Linked DNA regions of Sus scrofa: regions 1, 2 and 4 are each linked to region 3. Evidence: chromatin contacts called from public Hi-C and targeted proximity ligation data. All regions are on one chromosome and are shown on one strand. The core of a region is the stretch at or near the end of the contact, and the rest is flanking DNA. Distances in the headings are between cores, read along the strand shown. Region 1 holds the start of LY96 (lymphocyte antigen 96). Region 2 has its middle 37 kb from the start of LY96. Region 3 holds the start of STAU2 (double-stranded RNA-binding protein Staufen homolog 2). Region 4 holds the start of ELOC (elongin-C).

Region 1 (6,445 bases), core at 3,940-6,439, 190 kb after region 3:
GTTTGAGTATTTTGGACTAGACTGATTCATAGTTGATGCTGTTTGTATCAGTTATCTATTGTTGCATGACAAACTACCCCTAAAACTTAGAGGTTTAAAATATCAACAAACATCATGTTGCACAGTGTCTGTTGGTCAGGTGTTTGGGAATGGCTTAGCTGAGTGGGTCTGGCATAGGTTCTCTGGTGCTCCAGTCCCTTGAAGGCTGGACTTCCAAGGAGGAACTGCTTCCAAGATGGGTCACTTACGCGACTGACAACTTGGTGCTGGCCTTGGTTCTTTTAAAAAATTTTTTATTAAAGGATAGTTAATTTATAATGTGCCAATTTCTGCTGTACAGCAAAGCGACCCAGTTATATATATATATATATATATATAAAACTTATATGATACTTATATTGTCTTCCATCACAGTCTATCCCAAGAGACTGGATACAGTTTGCTGTGCTATATAGTAGGACCATTGACTTCTTTTTTTACTCTTTTTTTTTTTTAAATGGCTGCACCTGTAGCATATGGAAATTCCTAGGCTAGGGGTAGAATCAGAGCTGCAGCTGTCGGCCTACACCACAGCCACAGCAATGCCAGATCCAGCCCTTGTCTGTGAACTACACCACAGCTCACAGTAGCACTGGATCCTTAACCCACTGAGCAAGGCCAGGGGTCAAACCTACATCCTCATGAATACTAGTCAGATTCCTTTCCCCTGAGCCACGATGGGAACTCCAGACCATCAACCTCTAACTGAACCCACTGGAACTGAATGTGTTTCTTCCAATGGCGGTAAGTTTCCTTCCTGCTCAGAAATACTCAAGATATGTGTACTGTTTCATTGAGCTACCAGTCACTTTGCAAGGTGCCAAGGGGAAAAAAATGAGGCTCAGGAAGCTTAATTCAATCACCAGAGTCTCAGGTCACAAACAGCAACACCAGGATTTGAATGTATAGATCTGACTCTGAATCTCATCTTCTTCCCTGCCAGGGCTCTGCCTTGATTTCCTGCTGCCCCACCACTTACATTTCCATGGGATGGTGTAAAGGGACCAGTGGTTCTGGCCTTTCAGGAGGAGTCTTGATTTCTTACCACATGAATCTTTTTTTTTTTTTTTTTTTTTTTTTTTTTTTTTTTTTTTTTTTTTAGAGCTGCTTGTTTTCCCCAAAACAATTGATCCAGGAGAGCAAGGTAGAGGGCACAATGTCATTTATGATCTACCTTGGAAATTTCATTTTGTCATTTGCAATATTTTCTTAGTGACACAGTGACCTTTATTCGATTTTGGAAGGCACTATGCAGGGATTTGTATACCAAGAAGTAAGGACCATTGAAAGTCACCCTAGAGGGCGGCTACTCCAGTGTTCATCCATCAAGAAGCACCTGTCTCACTTTATGATGTTAGCAACTGTTGTTAGCATCTCAGTCCACTAATTCATTAGGTATTGAAAAATGGCTATGTCTGGAGTTCCTGTTGTGGCGAAGCAGAAACGAATCCGACTAGGAACCATGAGGTTGCGGGTTCGATCCCTGGCCTCGCTCAGTGGGTTAAGGATCCGGCGTTGCCATGCGCTGGGGTGTAGGTCGCAAACGTGGCTCGGATCCTGCATTGCTGTGGCTGTGGTGTAGGCCGGCAGCTACGGCTCTGAATGGACCCCTAGCCTGGGAACCTCCATATGCCGCAGGTGCGGCCCTAAAAAGACAAAAGACAACAACAAAAAAATGGTTATGTTCTATTATTCTTTTTTCATATATTAGTCGAAATATTTCCAAAAGTAGAGAAAAGAGTACAGGAAGGCAAGGGGAACTTTACTAGTACTATTTGGTTACCACTAGTTCAGTTTCTATAGAAAAGTCGTGATGAATGCTTGATTCTTTCCCTTTAACAGTTTTCAAAACAGAGTTGGTTTCCTAGCGTTATCTGATGATTAGACTTTAAAAATACTATGAATAAAACTGGGTTGTGATGATTGTTGTACAACTATCAGTGTAATAAAATTCATTGAGTAAAAAAAATAAACCTAGGCTCCTTCAAGTTAAAAAAAATATCAGCTCATGGATTGGAATATATTTGATGTATTTCAATTCATTGCAGTTACTCTCTTATAAATGTTCAGAATAGTCTACGTGTAGGCTGAATAATGGTTTCCTGGAATGTTCATGTCTGAAATCTGTGAATGTCACATTAAATGGCAAAAGGGATTTTACAGGCAGATCTTGAATTAGAGGGAGATTATTCTGTATTATCTAAATGGTTCCAGTGTAATCACAGGATCCTTATAAGAGGGAGGCAGGAGATCAGAGGAGAGGGTGTGATAATGGAAGCAGAGATTGGAGTGCTGGACCTTGAAGATAAAGGAATGAAAAGGGCAATGGATTCTTCCCCTAGAGTCTCTGGAAAACCCAGCTGTGCTTGATTTTAGCCCATTGAAACTGATTTCAGATTTCTGACCTCCAGAACTGTATCTTACATTTGTATTGTCTTAAGGCACTAAGTTTGTGGTTATCTGTTAAAGCAGCAGTAGGAAACCCACCTTTGGTCAATGGGACTGTCTTCAGATTGGTAATTCAATGTGAGCAGATGTTCTAGGCTCATCTTTTCTGCCTCCAACCTGGAAGCAGCAATTTCTCTAGAGTCTTTGCTCCTTTTAGTGAGAATTGGTATTTTGAGACTACTAGGAGCACTCATGGAGTTTTCCTCTTTTTTTTGCCGTAATATATATATATATATATATATATATATATATATATATATAATGGCTACACCCACAGCATATGGAAGTCCCCCATATGGAAGGGATTGAATTTGAGCTACAGCTGTAATCTGTGCTACAGCTGTGGCAAGGCTGGATCTTTTAACCCAAAGCACTGGTCTGGGAATTAAATCCACACCTCTGCAGTGACCCAAACTGTTGCATCAGATTCTTTTTTTTTTTTTGTCTTTTGGTCGTTGTTGTTGTTGTTGCTATTTCTTGGGCCGCTCCCGCGGCATATGGAGATTCCCAGGCTAGGGGTTGGATCGGAGCTGTAGCCACCGGCCTACGCCAGAGCCACAGCAACGCAGGATCCGAGCCGCGTCTGCAACCTACACCACAGCTCACGGCAACGCTGGATCGTTAACCCACTGAGCAAGGGCAGGGACCAAACCCTCAACCTCATGGTTCCTAGTCGGATTCGTTAACCACTGCGCCACGACGGGAACTCCTTTTCTTTTTTTTTCTTTTTTTTTTTTTTTTGTCTTTTGGTCGTTGTTGTTGTTGCATCAGATTCTTAAACCACTGGGCCACAGCAGTCACTCCTAAATATATATATATATATATATATATATATATATATATATATATATATTTTTAAGGCCGTACCTGTGGAAGTTCCCAGGCTAGTGGCCTAATATAAGCTGCAGCTGCCGGCCTACCCCACAGCCACAGCAACATGGGGTCCAAGCTGTACCTGCAACCTAGACCACAGCTCAGGCAACACTGGATCCGTAACTCACTGAAGGAGGCCAGGGATTGAACTTGCGTTCTCATGGATACTGGTCTAGTTCGTAACTTGTTGAGCCACATCAAGAACTCTCCTAAAATATTTTTTTAAATTGTGGTAAAAATATATAACATAAAATTTACCATCTTAACCAAATGTACAGTTCGGGACTGTTAATTATATTTACATTGGTATGCAACAGCTCTCTAAAAGTTTTTCATTTTGCTGAAACTCACTCCCATCGAGAAACCCCCCATTTCCCCAGATTCTCCCACCCCCTGATAGATTTTCACCTTTTAAAAAAATGGTGAAGTAGTACAGATCTTCAGTCAAACCTTTTACAAATATTATTTTCCTCTAAACTTGTAGATGTTTAGAGCTTGAACTCCATGCCATTTTTGGCTACAAATCCCAAACCTCGTCCTATAAAGGATTTCAGGTAGCAAAGCATCTAAAGGGCTATCTGTTTTTCTAGAACAGAGTGAAATAACAGTGAAATATTTCCACTCACAAAATAATGACCATTTCATTACTAGAGCTCAAAGTAGCCCCTGGACCTGTAGTTTGCTAAAGTGAGTGAATCTCACGCCTGGTGGGACCCCTGCCCGCAATTACAGAACCACAGCTAGTGTCCTGTGCTTAGAGTCTCCTCCAGCTGAGCTCCATCCTTTGGCTGAAACTTTCTCTGAGCAGAAACAGCATGAGACTGTTCAGTTCAGATCTACAGGTCCTGCTCTCTGGGTCCAGAGAATTGTTGTATAACAAACTTGTGGAAGAGAAAGTTCCCGTTGTGGCTCAGTGGTAATGAACCCAACTCGTATCCATGAGGATACAAGTTTGATCCCTGGCCCTGCTCAGTGAGTTAAGGATCCAGTGTTGCCACGAGCTGTGGTGTAGGTTGCAGACTCGGCTGAGATCTGGTGTTGGCTGTGGCTGTGGCATAGGTTGGCAACTGCAGCTCTGATTTGACCCCTAGCCTGGGAACTTCCATACACTGTAGGTGCAATCCTAAACAGACGAAAAAACAAACAAACAAAAAAAACTTGTGGGAGAGAACAGCAATGCAGAGGGATAAAGAGTGCTAATGTTTTTGGGGATTTTTTTTTGGAATATAGTTGTTTTACAATGTTGTGTTAGTTTCAGGGGTATAGCAAAGTGATTTAGTTATATATATGGATATATTCATTCTTTCTCCCATATAGCTTATTACAGGATAGTGAGTAGAGTTTCCTGAGCTATGCAGTAGGTCCTTGTTGGTTATCTATTTTGAATATAGTAGTGTGTATCTGTTAATCCCAAACTCCTAATTTATCCCCCTCCCACCCACATTTCCCCTTTGGTAACCATAAATTGATTTTTGAAATCTGTTTCTTTTTTGTAAATAGGTTCATTTGTATCATTTTAAAAATGAGATTCCACATATAACTGATATCTTATGATTTCTCTAGGTCCATCCAAGCTGCTGCAGGGCATGCTGGTTTTTTAAGCTTCTAAAAAAGACCCACAGACTGGTTTTGTTAGTAGTGACTGGGAAGTACCTGGTTTTGTTTTTAAAGCGCTGTGCTCGCCTTTGTATCACGTGTTTGAAGAGTACATTACAAATCATTTTCCTCTCCTCTTGCAGGAAGTGCTCAAATATTCAACACACACATGCACACACACTCAAAAGAGGAACAGTCGGGTAGCGACTCAGAAATCATGTGACTGATGACTAAGTTAAATCTTTTCTGCTTATTAAAAGGGAAGAGTCTGATGATTAGTTACTGATTCTCCTTACATTTTTAACATTTTGGAGATATTGAAGCATGTTTCCATTTATGCTGTTTTCCACCTTGTTTTCTTCCATATTTACTGAACCTAGGGAGAAAATGTGGATCTGCAATTCCTCTGATGCAAGTCTTTGGTACAACTACTGTGGTAAGTAAAAGGGCAAAGCAGGGACGAACAACTGTTTTCAGGGTACGTTTTCACAAAAACCTTCTGCTGTTGCTGGGCGGGACACAGGAAATGACTGCCTGTACCAGCTGCTGGCAGCAAAAATGATGTCTAGTTACTGCCCCGGGTGGATTTTCTTGATCCTTTACAGACCTCACGAGTCTGAACTTCGTTGTACTTGACCTCCAAGTGCGTCTGTTTCAGATTCTTTGCAGTTTTGCTAGAACTGCCTGCTTCGGACTCATTTTGCCTCAGCTGTAAGGCTGACTGGTTCTTCTTGAGAAGGTAGAAGGGTCCTAGCTGCTTCCCAGAATTGATTATTGCTCCGGGCTGTGTTTTTTTGTTTGTTTGTTTTTTGGTTTTTGGGTTTTTTTCCCAGCACAATGTTGGGCATGTAACAGGGGCTCTGTAAGTGTTTCAGCCTGTGGTTTTTGAAGACTCTTGGAATTGCCTCCCTGATTAGATGTAAGCCTGATTCTGTCAGTTAGATCCTTAACCACTGAGCGAGGCCAGGGATCAAATCTGTGTCCTAGTGGATACTAGTCAGATTCATTTCTGCTGAGCCAAGACGGGAACTCCTGAAAGTGGTTTCTGAACCTTTTTTATGTGGATTGTTTTGAAGCAGATTTTTCTCTCTATGTGGCACAGAGCCACATAGAAATACTAATACTGATTATTTAAAAAAAAAAAAAATCGGAGTTCCCGTTGTGGCACGGTGATTGACGAATCTGACTAGGAACCATGAGGTTGCGGGTTCAATCCCTGCCCTTGCTCAGTGGGTTAACGATCCGGTGTTGCCGTGAGCTGTGGTGTAGTTCGCAGACGCAGATCGGATACTGCGCTGCAGTGGCTCTGGCTTAGGCTGGCAGCTACAGCTCCGATTGGACTCCTAGCCTGGGAACCTCCATATGCTGCAGGAGCGGCCCAAGAAATGGCAAAAAGACAATAAATAAATAAATAAATAAGTAAATAAATAAAATAAAATAAATTTTTAAAAAAATCAAGACTTCCCTTTGGTGCAATGAGTTTAGGATC
Region 2 (6,900 bases), core at 3,607-6,106, 230 kb after region 3:
GGTGGTTATTCTATCCAAGGTCCATCCCTTGAGGTCAGAAGATTCAGGTCAACCTCACAAGTCCTCCTGCAGATCTGTGTTAATATAAACCTTTTCCAGTATTACTTTAGGGTGAGCACAACTGGAAGGTTTTAGAAGACCTATTTGCTATATTTAATTTAAAGTTGTTGCTCATAGGGCGTTGTTAAGTTTCCAAAAACAACAGGTGGAAGGTTCTGGCAAGCGATTCTGCAGTTAAAATTTATTTTTCTTTTTAAAATTAGAATTTCTTTTTATATTAAAAACAAATCTTTGTTGGCTCCTCATTTTTTTTGGCTATATCCAAGGCATGCAGAAGTTCCCAGGACAGGAATCAAACCTGTGCCACAGCAGCAACCTGAGCCGCAGCAGTGACAACACCATGTCCTTAACCTATTGAGCCACAGAGGAACTCCTGTTGGCTTTTTATTTATTTTATTTATTTTTAGGCCTACACCTGCAACATAAGGAAGTTCCCAGGCTGGGGTCTAATTGGAGCTAAAGCTGCCAGCCTACGCCACAGCCACAGTAATATGAGATCAGAGCTGTGTCTGCGACCTACCCCACAGCTCACAGCAACGCCGGGTCCCCCACCCACTGAGCGAGGCCAGGGATCGAACCTGCATCCTCATGGATATTAGTCAGATTCCTTTCTGCTGTGCCACAGTGGGAATTCCCTTTTGGCTTCTTAATCACAAAACAATGCATCTTATTGTAACAATTTCACACAGGCCATAAGTGCAAGGAGCAGCGAGTAGATTTTCTCTTTTCATTTCTTTCTCTACACTGCTTCCCCAAAACCATTTTTACAGTTTAGTATGTGACTTTTCAGACTTTGGTTTCATATGTTTAGCACACTATTCAAGCTATTTTTTTCCCTTTTTTAGGGCCACACCCATGGCATGTGGAGGTCCCCAGGTTAGGGGTCTAATTGGAGCCACAGCTGCTGGCCTACACCAGAACCACAGCAACATGGGATCTGAGCCGTTTGCAACCCACACCACCGCTCACGCAAAGCAGGATCTTTTAACTCACTGAGTGAGGCCAGGGATTGAACCCGCAACCTCATGGTTCCTAGTTGGATTAGTTTCCACTGCACTATGACAGGAACTCCCATGCTATTTTTATACACATGTATATAAACATGAAGATTTAAAATATGAAATTACTATATATTATTTTCATTTTTAAAATTTTTATTTTTTGGCTATGCTTATGGCATGTAGAAGTTCTTGGGCCTGGGATTGAACCTGAGCCACAGTAGTGACCAGAAGTGCAACAGTGACAATACTAAGTCCTTAACCTCTAGGCCACCAGGGAACTCCCTTTATATTGTTTTTAAATTTGAATCTGGGAAATACTTCCAAGTCAGAACGTATAGATCAACCTCATTATTTTTGATGGCTGCAAAAATTAGTATTTTAGCATATATCACAGTTTAGTTACCCATTTCCCTAGAGAATCTATAGTATAGAATATAGCACAGATGTAGAATATAGTGCTAAACACTATACAAAGTAATATCTCATTTAATTCTCACAAAACCTCCAAGAGGTAGATTTTATTGTCTTCATTTTCTAGGTGAGGAAACTAAGTGTTTTACGAAGTTCCTTTCATGGCTCAGCGGTAATAAAACCAACTGGTTGTCCGTTAGGGTGCAGGTTCAATTCCTGACCTTGATCAGTGGGTCGGGGATCTGGCGTTACCATGAGCTGTGCTGTAGGTTGCAAACACGGCTTGGATCTGGTGTTGCTGTGGCTCCGATTAGACCCCTAGTATGGGAACCTCCATGTTCCGTGAATGCAGCCCTAAAAAGACAAAAGACCAAAATAAATACATAAAAATAAAAAAATAAAATTTTTAAATGTTTTGGGAAAAAAAAAAAAGCCTGAACTTAGAGTTCCCGCTGTGGTACAGTGGGATATTAGCATCTTAGGGGCGCTGGAATGCAGGTTTGATCCCCAGCCTGGCCTAGTAGGTTAAGGATCTGATGTTGTTGCAGCTATGGCTTAGGTCACAGCTGTGGCTTGGATCAGATCCCTGGTCTAGGACCTCCATATGCCACAGGGTGGCCAAAAAGGAAAAAAGAAATTAATTAAAGTAAATTACCTGAACTTGGATCTGACTCCACACATGGGTTGATTGCATTATCTTGGTTATCATTACCATCCTCATAGCCATCATTTATGGAGAGATGACTGCATTTCTGACACTGGCACTTAACACACATAGGGATGTTCATCTTGAACCCTACCTGAACAGGTCAATGTTACCAGCTATATTTTATTTAATTTAATTTATTTATTTATTTGTCTGTCTTTTTAGGGCCGCACCTGTGGCATATGGAGGTTCCCAGGCTAGGGTCTAATTGGATCTGTTGCTGCCAGTCTACACCAGAGCCACAGCAATGCCAGATCCGAGCCCCATCTGCGATCTACACCACAGTTCATGGCAACGCTGAATCCTTAACCCACTGAGCGAGGCCAGGGATTGAACCGTCAAACTCATGGTTCCTAGTCAGATTCGTTAACCATTGAGCCACCATGGGAACTCCATCAGCTATATGGAAACTGAGGCATAAGTCAGTTAGTGGCTGAGCCAAGATGCAAAGCCAGATTTGACCAGTACTGGCAGAATTGATGCACCAGTCCTCTGTTACCAGACTCGGGTAGCAGAATAGCTTTTCTCTTGTGTCCTTTGCACAAAGATTGTGTTACCGCGCACTATGCTTTTGCCCAACTTTCAACATGAGACAAGCAATTTGACCCTTTGAGATCTTCTTCCATCCTTCAGTCACTCTATGCTGGGTCTTTCTACCTGTTTCTGCTGGAGAAATGCTCCTGGTCAGCCTCTTGCTCATTCATAAGTCATGGGGCAAGAAGCACAGTGTGAGGGGTAGGCTTGGCCATGCCTCTTTAGCCTTGTAAAGAAGACAAGGGTAAATTACAACTAATACATCTAGATTTAGTTTAAGCCACAATATATAAGCACTAGTGGGTGTTTGGGAGTGTATGGTCTTAGCCAATAGCTCCTCCCTAAAATGGAAAAAAATAACAGTGCTTGCCTCAAAAAGAAAAAAAAAAAAAAAGAAGAGAAAGAAGTGTAGTTACTGTTTTCTAGTTTCTTCATTGGATAGTTACTGTTTTCTACTTTCTTCACTGGATAGTTCCTTTTCTAAAGAAACGCTCACTGGGGCTACAACATAGGCAAAATTACCACCATTCTGTTACCAAACACAGGTCCATGAACCTCATGCACAGGGAGGCCAAACAATCAGATGTGTTGAAGTTTGGGGCAGAGAAAGGGTCATTGCGAGGCCAAGCAAGGAGAGTGGGTGGCTTGTGCTCAAAACCCCTGAACTCCCTGATGGCTGTGGGGAAGGTATTTATAGGGAAAATTTGGGGTGAGGGCTGCCTGATGTGTGGCTTCCTTCTGATTGGTTGGTGCTAAGGTAACAGGGCGGTGCTCCAGGAATCTTGTTCTAGAGTTGCCATCCTCCACCTGGGTGGGAGCTTCAGTTCCTGCAGAAGAACTCAAAGGTATTGTTATGTATATTCCTTGAGGAGGAACTGGGACCCTGCCCCAAGGCTGCACTACTGGAAATTCTCCAGCCAGGGATGGAATCCTTGCCATGGCAGTGACCTGAGCCACAGCAGTGACAATGCTGGATCCCTAACCACCAGGCCACCAGGGAATTCCTGCACTCCTGTCTCTTGAGTGCTCCTCCCTGGTCTCTGCCTCCCCTCCCTTCCCTGATTAGCAACTCTTTGAATCTGCTCTTTGGAACTCAGGGAAGGTCAAGGAGCCTGAAGGAAGCCTATTTCCTACACACAAGGAACAGAGGACACGGAAAGGCTTGCTCCTAGGAGGATCCCAGAGGGTCCAGCTCAGGGTTCAGTTTCTTTCTCGACTATTCAATATAATCCAAACACCAAGCCTAACCCTAATCCCAATTGAAGCAGTATGTTTGAAATACAAATCTGACCATTTTATGCTCCTGCTTAGAACATTTTAATGGCTTCCTGATATTCTTAGGCTAAAGATCCACATCTCTGATACAGCTTTCATACCCTTGAAATCCAGTGTCAACTTCCATCATTCTTTTTTTTTTTTTTTTTTTTTTTTTTTTAATTTTATGGCTGTATTTGCGGCCATAAAATTCAATCCCAACCCTGGGCCAGGGATTGAATCCAAGTCACAGGTGCAGTCTACATCGCAGCTGCGGCAATGCCAGATCTGTTAACCCACTGCACCTGGCCAAGGATTAAACTACTTCCTCTTTGGCAACTGAGCTGCTATAGTCAGGTTCTTAACCCATAGCACCATGGCGGGAACTCCCCATCATTATTTTTATATATTCTTCTAGGCTCAACAGCTACAGTAGTCTTCTTTCAGTTTTTTTAGCCTCCCTAGGCCACTCCTACTCACTCCGCCCCATTCTCCAGCCTGGTTAAATTCGCCCATGCCTCAATGCAAGCTCTCACCTCAATTCTTCAACTGAGCCCTCCTCCCTCCCTGCATAAGTCATGACCCTCTCCTGTGTCTCCTCGGAGAACACTCTTCTGTTTAAAACACGTATTAGCTGCAGAGACACTGGTGATCTTAATATGACAGAAGTTTATTTTTTACTCACAATGAAGTGTGTGCCTAAGTAGCCCAGGACTTGTCTGGAGGCTCTGTGATGTCGGGAGCTCCGGATCCTTCTCTCTTGTTGTGTTGACATCTCTAGGATGTTGCCGGCCAGCCTGCTCTAAGATGATTCACCACCATTCCCCATTCCAGCAGGTGGAAGGGAAGAAAAGGGGAAGCATTCTCACTCCTTTTAAGTGCATGACTCAGGAGTTGCAATGATTACTTTTGCTCGCTTCTCACTGAGAACTGGGTCATGAGGTGGCCACACCTAGCTGTAAAGGAGCTGGGAAAAGTAGCCTTTGCTTTGGCTGCCAGAGCGAATGGATATGGGGACACCTAGTGGTCTCTTTGGCACAACACTCAACCCAGGATCCAATGACACATTAATTAGTGCCATCGTTTGATTGATGTCTATCCATCCCACTAGACAGTGGTAATCTCTACAAGAGCAGGGACCATATCTATTTTTGCTCACCATTGTATCCCCTTCATCTATCCCCTTGCCTGATATATAGTAAGACCTTAATAAGTATTCATTATATAGTGAATATTCATGCATAAATGAATAGATTGGATCTCTGGCTCCGTCTTGCTATTTCCAGTCTCATGGTGGACGCTCCAGCCAGACTGAACCACTTGTGGTTGCCTTAATTCATTATCTATTTAAAAAGCTGTATTTTGATAATCTGGTAAGCAAAGTAGTTATTGCACTGTTTAAAATTTTTTGATTTTTGAGATTACATACATTTCACTTCTTGCTTTGGGATTTGATATGACTCATTCTAACAATATCCTTTGATGTACACTAACAGCTTGACACAGCAGATTTTAGGAATTCCCTGTTGTAGGTCAGCGGTAACGAATCCCACTAGTATCCACGAGGACGCAGGTTCGATCCCTGGCCTCACTCAGTGTGTTAGGGACCTGGCGTTGCTGTGAGCTGCTGTGTAGGTCACAGATGAGGCTTGGATCTGGCCTGCTGTGGCTGTGGTATAGGCTAGAAGCTGCAGCTCCAATTCCACCCCTAGCCTGGGAACTTCCATATACCCTACACCATGAATGCTGCCCTAAAAACAAACAAACAAACAAACAAACACACAACAACAAAAACTCAGCAGTTTTTAGTCATAGCAATAAGATCCCAGTTAGGCAGCATCTCAGGCATTTGCTTGATGAGGAGTAAATTCTAATGCTTGAATTAGGGCTTTCACACAGTTCTACCTAAATGCTAATTCTCAAACCTGAACTTTCCACAAGAGTTGAGAAGCAAAGAGTTAAAAGGTACTTTCTCTGTTTAGAATCTGGAAGCTTGGTGTGATATGATTTATAATGCAAAATCTATTATTTGGTTTTCCTCTTGTTTCTGGCACAGAAACTCTTGGAATGTCCTAAATGTTAAGAGCAATAAAGAGATCTTAATATTGGTAACAAGCCCCTTTAACCACACCTGAGCTTATGTCAATGAGGTTCCTTTAGGAAGGACCTAAGGTTGAGGGTTGGTTGCCAGGGGAATCAACCATGTGATTGGAGGGGGGGAACTTTCAGTCCCACCCCCTCCCCTCTGGGGAGTGGAGGGGGCAGAAGTTGAATCTCTGGGCTGGCCAATGGCCAATGGTTTGATCAATCATGCTTGTGTAATCAAGCCTCCATAAAAAATGCCAAAGGAAGGGCTTTCTAGAGCATCCAGGTTGGTGAAGTAGAACCCATCCGCACCCTGGTGACCCAAACTCCATGGGGCCAGAAGCTCTGCACTGAGGAGCTCGCCTTATGCTTCTCTTCATCTGGCTGTTCATCCACGTCTTTTACTATCCTGCATAATAAACCGGTGATCTAGTAAGTAGACTGGTTCCCGGATTTCTGTGCGCCTCTCTAGCAAATTAAACCTGGAGGAGGAGCTTATGGGGACTTCTGATTTATAGTGAGTTGGTCAGAAGCAAGCTGGACCCATGACCGGCCTCTCGAGTGGGTGCAGTCTGGCGATATTTGGCTATTAGCTTGTAGAATCTGATACTGTCTCCAGGTGGATAGTGTCAGAATTGAGTTAAATTTGTGGAACACCTGGTTGTTCTCTGATAATTCCTTCCTTCCTTCCGTCCTTCCCCCCCTCTTTCTTTCCTTCCTTTCTTCCTCCTTCCCCTCCCCGTTCCTTCCCTGCCTCAGGTGCTGCATATGGAAGTTCCCAGGTTAGGGGTCGAATCAGAGCTATGGCTGCGGGCCTGCACCACAGTCACAGCAACATGGGGTCTGGGC
Region 3 (6,229 bases), core at 1,008-3,507:
GATTTTTTTTCCCCACTGCAGCTCAATTCACAACAGTGTATGTGAATCATCTTAAGAAATCAAGGACGGAGAAGAAATAGCCTTCAGGAGCAATGTTGCAATCTTTTCTCCTACAAGGTTACTATTATCCTGCCTGCCCATCACAATTTTGATTTCAAATGTTCATCATGCTTTCTTAAAACATAAGGATGCATCAGAAGAGCAGTAAGACTTGGCAAAAGTTCGCCAAAATTGTGAACTCAAACATTAAAAATAAAGGTTTGCAGCGAACAGTGAAATACCTTTAAAAGAGCTTTCTGCAGGAACCACCCACTTGAAAATCCTATAGTACCTTCCTCTAATTGAACGGTCCTTCTCAACTCAAGTAGTTCTAAACCTTAAAAGGGAAAGGGAAGGGGGGGGGCGGGTGTCACGCCAAGTATGGCCCCTTTCCAAAGAAAATTATCCACAAATGCAAAATTCTGCACATATTTCCAGGGACTTCCAGAACCCCGAGGCCATTATCCCAGCCCCCCTCCCGAAGAATATCAGCGTCGCGTCTCAATTGCCTCTGCAGAACAGCCCCCACGACACAATCCACGCGGCTCTCCCCGGAGGGACTGGAGGCTCTGTCCTTACACCGTGGAGTCTGTAACTGATCTGCCTCTTCGCCCGACTCCCTTCACCTCCGCAAGGTCACAACTGCCAACTACCCCTTTAAGCAGAGCCCTCACCGGAGTAGTTCGTAGGAGCCACGGCAGAACTTGCCTGTCATAGGATATATTTTGTCCCCCTCGGCCCCACCTACCTTCCCCATTTCGGCGCGTTACGTCTTCATCACTTGCCCATTCTACAGAAATAGCCACCGCCGCCGCCCCCCGGCGCGCCCCCGCCCCGCCGCTGCTCCCGCGCCCCTAGGCCCATTCCCCGCAGACCCTCCCAGGATGGGCCTCCCCCCCCCCCAGTTTCCCTTCCCCTCCCAACCTCCTCTCCGCAAGGACCTCCCCCCAGCCTTCCCCCTCCCGCACCGCCACTACCCCCGCTATCCCCCCTTCCCGGTTCCCACCCCCGCCCCCAAGACCCCACCTTCCCAGGTCCCTACTACCCTGGGGCACACACCCCCCCGCCACCGCACCACGTTCGCACCGGCCTCTTCGCCTTCCTCCCGGCTCCTCCTCTCCAGACACCTGTGTCGACCCACCCCCTCCACACACGCCCCCCCCAATTCTTTCGCTACCTCCCCAGCTCCCCGGCCCCCGCCATCCTCCTTCCCTCCCCCTCCCGCCCGGAGCGAGCCCGCGGAGGGAGGGAAGGCGCGGGGGAGGGGAGGCCGCGAAGGGGCCGCTCTTCTCGGGGTTCGCCGCGCGCCGCGAACCTGCAAAGCTCCCCAGCGCCCTCTGTCTCCTCCGCCAGCGGGGCGGATGTCGGGGTCTCCCGGACGCACCCCTCCTCCAGGGAATTTACCTTCTCGCCAGGGACACTTTGCAGACGGCTCCAACATTGGCAAACACTACAGAGAACTGACCCCACTCGGCCGCCGCCGCCGCCGCCGCCGCCGCCGGCTTCCACCCCTCGGGCTCCCCGCCCCCCGCCTCCGCCTGCCCGCCCGCCCGCCTCCCCGGCGCTCCCGCCGCGCCCTCCCGGGCCCGCGCCGCGCGCCCCCGCCGACGCAGCCGCTCCCGCGCCCCAGCTCGCCCGGTGTGCGCGCGCGCGCCCCTGGCCCGCCCCCCCGCCCCGCGGCCGCGCACCGGGCGCCCGCCCTCCCTCCCTTCCTTCCTCCACTCGCCGGCGCGCGGCCGAGCGCGGCCATTGTTCGCGGCGCCACTCCCGCCCCCTGGCGGCCGGCAGTCGGACGCAGCAGCTGCCGCCACGGGCGCTGCGGTGGTGGCGCCGGCAGGCCGGCCTCGGGGCCAGGGCCGGTCCCCAGGGACTTTTGGGAAGCAGGGCGAGCGAGTGCCCGGGGACCCCACCCCGACCCCAGGCTCCTGGTCTCCAGTCCAGCTGCCCGCCTCCTCGGCTGCAAAGGATGGGCCTGGGGCAGCCTCTCCCACACCTGCACTCGGCAACTGTCTCCCCCACCCAGTTGACCCACTGCTCCTTCCAGGCAGTGTCAGAACCCCGATCCCCCGCCCGTACCTTCCCCAGGCTCCGTCGCTGGCCCTCTCTGCTCTGCTGGGGACGCGCGACCATCCCGCGTCGGCTCTGGCCGCCGCTGTGCGCTGCACGGTTTAGCGGATCCTGCACCTTTCTCGACTGCGAGGAGGAGGGGGGCGGGGGAGAAGGGGAGGGGGTTGGCGCAACTGTCTCGCCCAGAAAACACTAGTGATCGGTAATCACCTGCTCTCCAAGAGCCGCAGCGTGGCCCGACAACCTCCTCAGCCACAAAAGAAATCGTCTGTGGTCACATAAAAAAGAAATCCTTCGAACCAATAAGGATGATCACCTTAGAACAGTGTCCTAGATCCTAGATTGTTGAGCCAAGGGTGCCAGAAAACTCGAATTCCTTCTTGATTCGTCCTGGTTTTGATGTGGGTTAGTGATGTCCGGATAACTTCAACCCAGTTAAGCCCAGTGAAATTCAACAGGCCACTGCACCATAAATTGCACCATAAATAATCCGGCAATAAAGTCTGGAAATAGGGTTATTATTGTATTTTCACTTGTCCATTTGCATTATTATTCCCAGGGTTCCCTCCCAGTGTCAGTTCTCCACCTGAGCAGTGTGGACTAGGCCTGTGATTTCAGACATCACCTAAAACCATAGGTCCCTGAGCAGCTGGGAAGACACTGTAGCTAGTGCTTAAAAGCAAGGGCATCTGAATTAGATAACCAGGCCACGTTATCCACTTACTAGCCAGGAGACCATGGGCATGTTAGTTACCCAATGAGTCTGTTTATTCTTTTGTTCAAGGGGAGATAACATGTGATAACATGTATTTAACTGTGATAGTATGTATACAGCCCTTTAAACAGAGCCTGGCATGTACTTGGTAAAATAATAGCTACAGCTGCATTTTCCCCCTAGAACTCTGTCCTAGCTCCTTCCCCTCTTTTCACCTCTGCTGGTTCCTTCAAACTTGGTGCATCCTCCCTAAATCTGCTCTAGTCCTTGAGTAAGGACTTCTAGCTGCTCAGGCCTTGCATTCAAATACCTGTTGAATGTTTTGAATGAGTCCATACACCTGCAGTATCAAGGGACAAGCCTCCCACCTGTGTGCCTCTCCTCAGCTACCTCCTCTCCCTGCAGTCCACCCTCTCCTCACCCAAGGAGCAAATCATCCTTCAAATCATTCCAAAATCACCTCCTTGAAGTGCCGGTCATGGCTCTGCAGAAATGAATCTGACTAGCATCCATGAGGACACAGGTTCGATCCCTGGCCTCTCTCCATGGGTTAAGGAGCTGGTGTCGAGGTGAGCTGTGGTATAGGTCGAAGAGGGGGCCTGGACCTGGTATTGCTGTGGCTGTGGGGTAGGCCAGCAGCTACGGCTCCAATTGGACCCCTGGACTGGAAACCTCCATATGCTGCAGGTGCCGCCCTAAAAAGACCAAAAAATAAATAAATAAAATCACCTCTCTAATTCCTCTGAGCAAGCCACACTTTTCCTCTGACTCTCTCCTCTGACTTAGTTGGTGTATCAGATTATTATTGAGCCTGACTCCACATGGCGAACAGTACATTGTTTAAGGCCAGTCTCTGTATCTCATTCCTCTTTGTTGTCCCAGCATCCAATAGCCAGTAAGTGGAAGTAAATGCCTTTGGAATAAATGGATGAGTTTACGCTTTTAGAAAGGACTCTGAAGTGGTCAGAAGTGTCATTCCCTCTAATTCGGGTCATTAAAATTAATTGAAAACTTTATCTCCACTGTAACTTTTTCTTAAAACTGATTTAAGTCTTTGGTTATCCACTTGTTAAGGAGACTATGAGCATGTTACATTTAAACCCCAAATACAATGAGTTTTTAGAAGCCATAATGGGGGGTTTCCTCAGGGCTCAGCAGGTTAAGGATCCTGCGTTGTCACTGTACCAGCTTGAGTCACTGTGGCAAAGGTTCGATCCCTGGCCCAGGATAGTTGCAGCCAAAAGCAAAAAAAAAAAAAAAAAAGCTATAATTATCACAGAGAAAGTTATTTTTAAGCATGAATCAGCACTTTCAATGGCTCAAGGTGTGTAGATAGCATCAGGGCATGAAATCACCTGAGTAACATGGAAATCCACACATCTTGGGATTTGACCTTACAGTGAAATGTTTATGTGTGAGTTAAAAATAATAGATATCTGAAGAGTGTTGGTCCTATTGGAAGCTGATTAAAACAAAGCAGCAAATTTATCAGTGTGTCTTTACCAGGTACCATTGCAGTCAAATATTCAACCATCAGAAAAGGATAATGCTTTCAAACTCATCATGGTCCTTAAACCAGTGAGCGTGGCCAGGAATCAAATCCGCATCCTCACAAATACTATGTCAGGTTCTTAACCTGCTGAGCCATAACAGGAACTCCCCTGAACATGTTTTTATCACGACACAGTATTTGTTTCTTCCAACATACCATCAGCTCCTTGAAGACAAGAACAATGGCTTCCTGAATCTTTGCTTCTGCAGCATCTAGCACAGTGCCTGTGCTGAACAGTAAACACTGGCTGAATGAGTGACTGGCCCTAGAGATTATCATACTAAATGAAAGAAGCCAGACAGAAGAAGATAAATATCACATGATATTGCTGATATGTGGAGTATAAGAAAAGAAAGAAAATACAAATGAACTTACTCCAAAACAGAAAAAGACTCACAGACACAGAAAACAAACATACCAAAAGGGAAAAGGCAGGGGGAGGAATAAACTAAGATTTGGGGATTAACATATACACACTACTATATATATATAAGAAATAGATGACCAGCAAGGACTTACTGTTTAGCACAGGGAACTATACTCAATATTTTGTAATAACCTATAAAGGAAGAGAACATGAAGAAGAATATATATGTACATATGTGTGTGTGTGTGTGTGTGTGTAACTGAATCACTGTGCTATACACCTGAAGTACACTTTGTAAATCAACTATACCTCAATAAAATTTAAAAAATAAAATAAATGCTGGCTGAATGAATGGATTAGTGAAATGGACAAACATTTACTCTGTACCTACAATTTACCAAGTACTATTCACAGCCTAGGGATATATAGCAATGAAAATAATTGGCAAAGCCTTTGTCCTCATGGAACTTAGAAATGAATGGATAGGAGTTCCCGTCGTGGCGCAGTGGTTAACGAATCCGACTAGGAACCATGAGGTTGTGGGTTCGGTCCCTGGCCTTGCTCAGTGGGTTAAGGATCCGGCGTTGCCGTGAGCTGTGGTGTAGGTTGCAGACGCGGCTCGGATCCCGCGTTGCTGTGGCTCTGGCGCAGGCCGGTGGCTACAGCTCCGATTCGACCCCTAGCCTGGGAACCTCCATATGCCGCAGGAGCAGCCCAAGAAATAGCAAAAAGACAAAAAAAAAAAAAAAAAAAAAGAAAGAAAGAAATGAATGGCTAAATAAATACATGAAAGAAAAAAAAAAAAAAACTTCCCAATCCTTTACCTCTATTAGAATACCATTGTGGAAATTTCCAAGGTTTTTGCCTGTTCACTAATAAATTAATTCCTTGAAACTCAGTATGTTTTCCACAATAATGATGTCAAAATAGGTAGATTATCAGTGGCCTAAACACTGTACTAAAAAGCAGTAGAAATAAATTACAAACATAATTATTAACAGTAAGGAAAGAAAATTTTATTTGAGAAAGTATGCAGTTCTCTCAAGTCTTATCAAACATATTGTTCAATAAATATTTTGATCAAATATTACCAACTAATTACTGATTTTTTGGCTAATTTAGATACAACAGCTGGTTCTCTAATGCTGTTTTTACCAAATTTATTAGGCAATATTAGAAGTTGGAGACAAAAGAAGAATCAAGTTCCTTCCATTCCCCCCAAAAAGAAATAGTTACACAATTCTTGTTAAGTTTTTGGTTTGGTTTTTTTTTTTTGCTTTTTTTTTTTAAGGCCACACCCACGGCATATGGAGGTTCCCAGGCCAGAGGTCCAATTGGAACTACAGCTGCCGGCCTCCACCACAGCTCACAGCAATGCCAGATCCTTAACCCACTGAGTGAGGCCAGGGATGGAACCCACAACCTCATGGTTCCTAATCGGATTTTTTTCCTCTGTGCCATGACAGGAACTCTGAGTATAAGGTTCTTT
Region 4 (7,068 bases), core at 2,920-5,419, 170 kb after region 3:
CTTCACTCTTGTGTGGGCAGTCTTAATTCTTTTAGCAAAGTAACTCAGCATCACTGGAAGTCCATATTTTAATTTCTACTCTCTGCATTTCTATCTTGAGACCCAGATAGGTTAAGTGATAAGACTTTTGTTCTTTATCTCCCAAATGAGGAAACTGGACTACATTGTGTCTCAAGTCCCTTCCAGCTTTATCATGCCATGATCAAACCCATTTGAAATGCACCTTCCTCTACAACAAATGCCCTAACTCCCAATTTCCCTCTTCATCAAGCAGTCACTCCCACACAGTACAAAACTTGGAGCACCAGAGTGCTAGGTTCCCACTGCATCTGTCTTCTCTCCCTCACCCCTGTACAATGATCTCCAAACTCCTTTGTTGTGGTTTAAAAAGAATGAAGAAATACTTCACTATACAGTGTGTATCTAATTATGGATTCTATCCGCTATATAATAAAAAGAACCTTTAAATGATGGGCTACAAATAACAAATTCTGCCCTTGCTTCATCCCACTGTGAAGAGTTCCTCAGGATTGGCACATGCATGCCTCACAGCCCTCAGACCCTGAACTCCCTGCCCTCACCTCTGGGGAGCTACCCACCCCAACCCCAATCCTGGCCAAACCCGATTCTCCACTCAGGCCTCGACCGAGCTGAATCGGGTGAAGCAAAGTCACAACCATTGTGACTGGTCTCAATTTTAAAATTGTGGCTACATACTTTAAACAGGCACTTGATGCCTTAGTGACCCTCTTACCTACCTAGCGAACTGGCCTTCCTACTCTTAGAAAATGTACAGTTTCTCCTAAACATCCAACACCCCTCTCCTCCCTACCCTTCATTTTACCGATAAAACAGAAGTAAAGCACCTCAACTGCCTTGTTTCCATCTTCTTCCTACCTGCATCCATATACCAGATACTCTGTCCACCGTCCTGTTTCAAAAGTTGAAGAAAAATCATCCTTCCTATCTAAGGCCAACGTTCCCACTTAAGCACTTTGTCCTGCCACTATTCCCATCAATGCATCAAAATGCTGGAAATCATCATTGTGATCCACTTCTCCGTAACCCAGGCTTTTTAGCTCACTAGTCCATTCAAAGCCCTCTTGTCAAATTTCAACTACTTTACTCCGTCACTGGGTCAATTTTTAATCTTCATCTTACTCTTAGGGTTTTACAGTTGACCCCACCCACCCTCTTTCCTTCACATTAGGCGCCACACCCTCCTGGCTCTTCTGCTTCCACCCATCTTTGCTCCTCTTCTGACTAGAATGCTCCTAGCTACCTGCCCTCTTCTGCATTAATACTCTTTCCTTGATGTCCTCTGGTCCATAGTTTTAAATATCACCTACAAAATATGACTGTCTCTGGCCCGACTTCTCCCCTGAGCAACAGTAGTGGATATCCCACTTGCCTACTGTACATTTTCTGAGCTGTAAAAGCCATCCAACTCAGTACACTCTATGCAGAACGCCTGCTTTATTCCTCAGAAACCAGTGTGCTCCTTCCAGTCTTCCTCATTTCAGGAAATGATACTACTGTCCAGGCAGATGCTCCCCAGCAAAACAGTTGAGTCCTCCAAATTCTTCTGTGCTGGAGTGAAAGTAAGAAGACCTATTTGGCTCAGTCTTCAAATGACATTCTAGCTCAGACCACGTCTCACTAAGTTCCAACTCTACAGCTCTAGTTCAAGCCACCATCTCAAGTGAACTACAAGGTTCCTCAGGAGCTGGTTTTTCCACTTTCCTCCAAATCAGTCAATTGGCCACTCAGCAGCTAGTCATCAAAAGCATAAACCAAATGTTACTCCCTTGCACAAAATCCTCTAATGGCTTCTCATTACGGGACAGAACAAGAACTATCTTATTTAGTCTTTGCTACCCACTCTGATCTCATCTCCCATCACTCTTCTTTCATTATGCTTTAGCCACACTGGCCTTCTAAGTATTCTAATAGGTTAGGTTCATTCCCCCTTAAGGTCTAGGCATTTGCGGTTACTGCTCTCTTAAAAGCTCTTCCTTCAGATCTTCATTATTTTGGTCTCCGGGCAAAATATCAACTCCTCAAAGAGGTAGGTCTCCCTCCCTCTCCCTTTCAGAATTCGACACCCCCACCCTAGTCACTCTAACTTAATCTAACTCTAATCTTGCTACAGTCATTTCACATTTACGCCACCTGAAACTAAATATTTTCTTACTTAACATATAGCCTGTTTCTTCAAGCTCCATGAGGGTAGGCGCATAGAGTGCCTAGCACATATAAGATGCTCAGTAAATATTTGAGTGAATGGCACTATTGTTTTCTTAGTCACCAAGCCTTGAAATTTCAAGCATTACTGGGTGGGCTTTTTCTGATCTTATTTAATAATGAAACAGTAAACATTTAGGACGGGCTAGCTAAAATGCATTAATGCATATCAATGTAAATACAAAGATTTCCCAGATTATTTTCAAGTACTGAAAAATCTACCAAAAAATCACAAACAAGCAATTTATAAAGTATAAATATTACTTTAGAACTAAACAGACTCACAGACATAGAGAACAGACTTGCGGTTGCCAAGGTGGAGGGGTTGGGAGTTTGGGATTAGCAGAGGCACACTATAACTGAATCACTTTGCCGTAGAGCAGAAATTAACACATCGTAAATCAACTATACTTCAATAAATTTTAAAACTATTACTTTAGAACCTGATACATAGGACTGACTGTAACTTCTGACTACAAACAATTGCCTAATTACATTACAGAATTACCATAAGGTAATGAAATCAGCATCCTCCATTTAAAATAAATTTATCCATGTATATTTTGGAATGGTAGAGAGTTACTATGTTATCTCATACTTAACGGAAAAAAGAACAGTCATTTAAAAATTAAACATGAATCCCAAACTATCACTGGCAATAAGTAATTAATAACCAAGGTGACAAGGAACCATAGTTGTCTCCTTGCCACTGTGTCTCCACAATGAATGAACCAACGTGTGAACCGTGGATTGTATTATGAATTATATTACATTTATAACATAAACGAGATTAGAGATGTATCATTTTAGTCCGCTAAACGAAAAAGGAAATTAGTCGGGGATCAAAAAGCAAATTTGGCAGTGTGAAAATTAGGTTTTAAAACCCTAAAAGGATTTCGGTTGTTTCTTATACTGAAGGCGATGCAGAGTAGAAATGCTCGCACTGAAAACTCGAACTAGTTCCATCAGAGTAACTTAATGGCCACTGTACTTTACACGAGATACCGCCTTTCAGATGAGCCTGGGAGGCAGATGCACGACAGCCCCAAATCACCACGTCAGGCTGAGATCACCCGACAAGTTGCCCAAAAGATGAACTTCTCCGGGTCCCGCAGCTGCAAAGAGTGAAGGACCCTCTCCTGTGACTAGGAGCTGACTCCAAGAAAAGGACGAAATCTTGAGTGCACCCGGGGAAAGCAAAAAGGAAAAGCGACAGGGCTGCCATGCTACTCACTCCACCCTCCCCGCTCACAACCCCGAGGAGGCCCAGTCTCGCCGGCCGCCGCCCCTCCTTTTCCCTCTTTTCCAAGCCCACGGATCTGCGCCAGGAAAGGTCCCGCCGCCCTCCTCTCCCCTCCCCCAAACCAGGAGCTGAAGACGCCAGGGGGAGGTTAAGAGCTTCCGTTCCTTCCCCGCCCAAATGGGAAGAGGTGGGAAGTGAGGTTGCAAGCGAGCCCAGTACGAGCTTCCCTTGTCCCCCACGCGAACCCGGAGCTCCGGTCCCACCCCAGCCCGAGACTCACTCGTCAGCCCCGCAGCCACCGCAGCCACCGCACCGGGTCCCCGCGCACCGCCACAGCCCCTACACCAGGGCCACCCCCCCACCCCCAGCCGCCTGCCGCCGTGGGTTCCGGGGCAGTTAGAGGAATCACTTCCGCTGGGTCACGGACGCTTTCTACGACGCGCGGGAGATTAGTACCTGGCGAGGCAGGGACGCGCTGAGTCCGTCGCTTGCCGGCGTCCACAGGAAGTGTGCAGCGCCCCCTCCCTTCACCCCCAGGCCAGCCTGGAAGGACGGCGGTCCTCGGCAAGTCTCAACCAATCCTATTCTGGGTATTCTGATTCCCAGCATGCAGCACCGACCCCGATCTGATTGCGGAGGGTTAGAGCATCCTCAAGAAGGTGGTGGGAGAGGAGAGGGGAGGGGGGTGGAGGGTGGAGGGGGGGGGCCTGAGGCAGCACTGCATCTCGGGATTTGTAGTTTCCCTGGAGGGTACTGTCGTGATTGGCCGAGGCAGCACTGCATCCTGGGACTTGTAGTTCCTCACGCTGAGTTTTGCTCTTAGTTATTTTGGAGGTTGTCCCAGCTTCTCATTGGGGCTGCGCCTGGAGGTCGGAGACTACCTTTAGAGGAAAGGTTGCAGAGTGGGAGTGTAGTTTCTTTCCTAACAAGAACGTGTTCTTTATGGAACAGCTTCGCTCTTTTCTGAAAAGTTGTAGAGCTTGTTGAAGAGCATCTCAGCTCGCGAAATCGCTGGCCTCATTTCCTCTCTTCCCGGTATCTTTCAGTGTTTACCGAAAACTAACCACGCCCTCCACCCCCGCTCTGGGGCCTTTCCCCCACCCCCTGTCCACCTCCCAGCCACCGGGGTGCTCAGCTTCTGGATTCTGAAGTTACTCTGACACCAGCTTTGTCACTCCACGCCCCCTCTGCTTCTCCTTCCTCGAGCTCTCTGGGCGGTGCGCTCTCCCCTCAACACCCATTCGCCTATTCTCTTTACAGATTTTACCTCCACTTCAGATGGGATTATGTCTTGATAAACCCATGGGAAGTTGAAAATATTGTAAGTGGAAAATGCATTTAACAGGCCTAACATACCCAACATAGTTCAGCCTAGCCTACCTTAAAACGTGGTTAGAATGCTTACATTAATTTACAGTTAGGCAAAAATCATCTAATGCAAAGCTTTTTTATAACAGTGTTGATTATCTCATGTAATTTATTGATTATTGTACTGAAAAGGAAAAACAGAAGGGTTGTAAAGGTATTTTTTACCCTCTTGACTGGGTGGCCGATTAGGACCTTCAACATGGAGGGAGAGAGTATCATACTGCATATGGGTAACCCAAGAAAAGATGAAAATTCAAAACTATGTGTGGTTCCTACTAAGTATGTGTAGTTTTCATACCATCATCAAGTCGAAAAATCGTAGGTTGAACCACTTTAAGTCAGAGCCGTCTCTACTTGCTTTCCCGTGGTGAAATTCAGGCACCCTTCCAGGAAGGGTGAAACAGCTAAATAAAGTTCACCCTCTGTTTACCAGACAGTGGCACGAAAGGAATGTAGGGCCAAGACTCTCACCATTACAAGTTGCTCAACTAGGACTGTTGTGTAACAGTGTCCGCAAAAGGAAAACAGATATAGGCAATCCAAAGTTTATTGACCCAATTAACGCTTTGGGCCTGAAAGACATTTTTAGTTGATTGGGCAGATAAAAAGTATTCAAAGCTTTTGTAAAAATTATTAAACAGTTTTTTAGATTATGATAGTAGCTCAGAATAGAGTTTGGTGGGGAGAAGAGGAGGCTGTGGGCTCATTTTCTTTTTTCTTTTTTTTTTTGTCTTTTGTCTTTTTTTAAGGCTGCACTCACTGCCTGTGGAGGTTCTCAGGCTAGGGTTCCAATCAGAGCTGCACCTGCCAGCCTATGCCACAGCCATAGCAACACCAGATCTGGGCCACGTCTGTGACCTACACCACAGCTCACGGCAACACCAAATCCTTAACCCACTGAGTGAAGCCACAACCTCATGGTTCCTAGTCGGATTCATTTCCACTGCACCACGAGGGGAACTCCTTTGGGCTCTTTTTCAATTATACCTTTACTCCTTTATTCAGAAGTGTTGTTTTCTCTCCTTATAACTTCCCCTTTTCTTCTCTGCATTATTGCCTTCTTAAAAGATCTCTATAGTAATTGCTTAATGATAGAATTTTCCAGGTGAGGATACTGAGGCTAGCTAATCCCAGATTTAGGGTTAGAATGTAGTCTAGATGATTTTTTTGCTATGACCAAAAATTTTGGCCATACCTGAGGCTATGGAAATTCCTGGGCCAAGGAATCCAAACTGCAGCTTCAACCACATCTTTAACCCACTGGGCCAGGCTAGTGCAGAGACAAGCCTGGATCCTTAACCTGCTAGCCACAGTGGGAACTCTTGTTAATTATAGTTGATTTACAATGTTGTGTTAGTTTCGGGTTGTATACCAGAGTGATTCAGCTATGTGTGTATATATATTCTTTTTCACATTCTTTTCCATTGTAGATTATTACAGGATTTCGAATATAGTTCCATGTGCAATAGAGTAGGTCGCTGTTGTTTACCTGTTTTTTATATAGTAGGGTATATGTGTTAATCCTAAACTCCTAATTTATCCCTCCTTTCCTCCTTCCCCTTTGGTAACCATAAGTTTCTTTTCTATGTCTGTGGGTCTGTTTCTGGAAGTGATACCCATTCTCAATTTTTCCACCAGTCTCCATTTTTTCTTTTTTTTGGCAGAAGTTTCTGGGCCAGGTTTCAAACCTGAGACACAGCAGTGACAACACAGGATCCTTAACCTGCTGAGCTACGAGGAAACTGTCATCAACCTCCATTTTTATTTTTATTTTATTTTATTTATTGTATTTTTTTATGGCCACACCCAAGGCATATGGAAGTCCCTGGGCCAGGGATTGAATCTGAGACACAGCTGTGAACTATGCCGCAGCTGTGGGAATGCCAGATCTTAAAAACCACTGCAGCGAGCAGGGGATCAAACCTGCACCTCCAAAGCAACTATGCAAGCCGTTGCAGTTGGATTTTAAACCCAGTGGGCCACAGCAGGAGCTCCCACCCTCCATTTTTATTTTCTTTTTCTTTTTCTTTTTAGGGCCCACCCTCTATTTTTCAAGGGAACCTGTCAGATGATGTGAATGGGGAATCAAGGAAGGCTTCTAACAACCTTAGTATCATTACAAAATACCATGCAATAGTTTCTATTCAATAAAGGTCTCTAAATTACTAGAATTAGGAAATTATTTAATAAGCATGAGTAACAATTCCATGTAA

Evidence for each region. A called contact is a pair of places that touch in the nucleus more often than the background predicts.
Region 1: a contact with region 3 is called in a targeted proximity ligation map of alveolar macrophages. A contact is called at or near these places in 5 of 47 Hi-C or Micro-C datasets (adipose tissue, liver, psoas muscle and 1 more) and 2 of 2 datasets of targeted methods (alveolar macrophages and skeletal muscle).
Region 2: a targeted proximity ligation map of alveolar macrophages shows a contact between it and region 3. A contact is called at or near these places in 1 of 5 promoter capture datasets (liver), 20 of 47 Hi-C or Micro-C datasets (alveolar macrophages, blood, embryonic fibroblasts and 10 more) and 2 of 2 datasets of targeted methods (alveolar macrophages and skeletal muscle).
Region 4: a Hi-C map of liver shows a contact between it and region 3, with 2.8 times the contacts expected there. A contact is called at or near these places in 2 of 5 promoter capture datasets (fetal liver and liver), 10 of 47 Hi-C or Micro-C datasets (adipose tissue, embryonic fibroblasts, heart right ventricle and 3 more) and 2 of 2 datasets of targeted methods (alveolar macrophages and skeletal muscle).

Annotation. Positions count from the first base shown.
Region 1 is chr4:61,949,374-61,955,818 of Sscrofa11.1, reverse strand. LY96 (lymphocyte antigen 96) reads left to right here and starts at 5,189. Exons shown (of 5, transcript NM_001104956.1): 1 at 5,189-5,392. The coding sequence starts at 5,281.
Region 2 is chr4:61,909,682-61,916,581 of Sscrofa11.1, reverse strand. No RefSeq gene overlaps it. Among named protein-coding and RNA genes, the nearest start is that of LY96, 37 kb to the left of the region's middle.
Region 3 is chr4:62,135,484-62,141,712 of Sscrofa11.1, reverse strand. STAU2 (double-stranded RNA-binding protein Staufen homolog 2) reads right to left here and starts at 2,257. Exons shown (of 14, transcript XM_021089210.1): 1 at 2,116-2,257.
Region 4 is chr4:61,968,204-61,975,271 of Sscrofa11.1, reverse strand. It overlaps ELOC (elongin-C), which reads right to left and starts at 4,169. Exons shown (of 4, transcript XM_001927321.6): 1 at 3,944-4,169.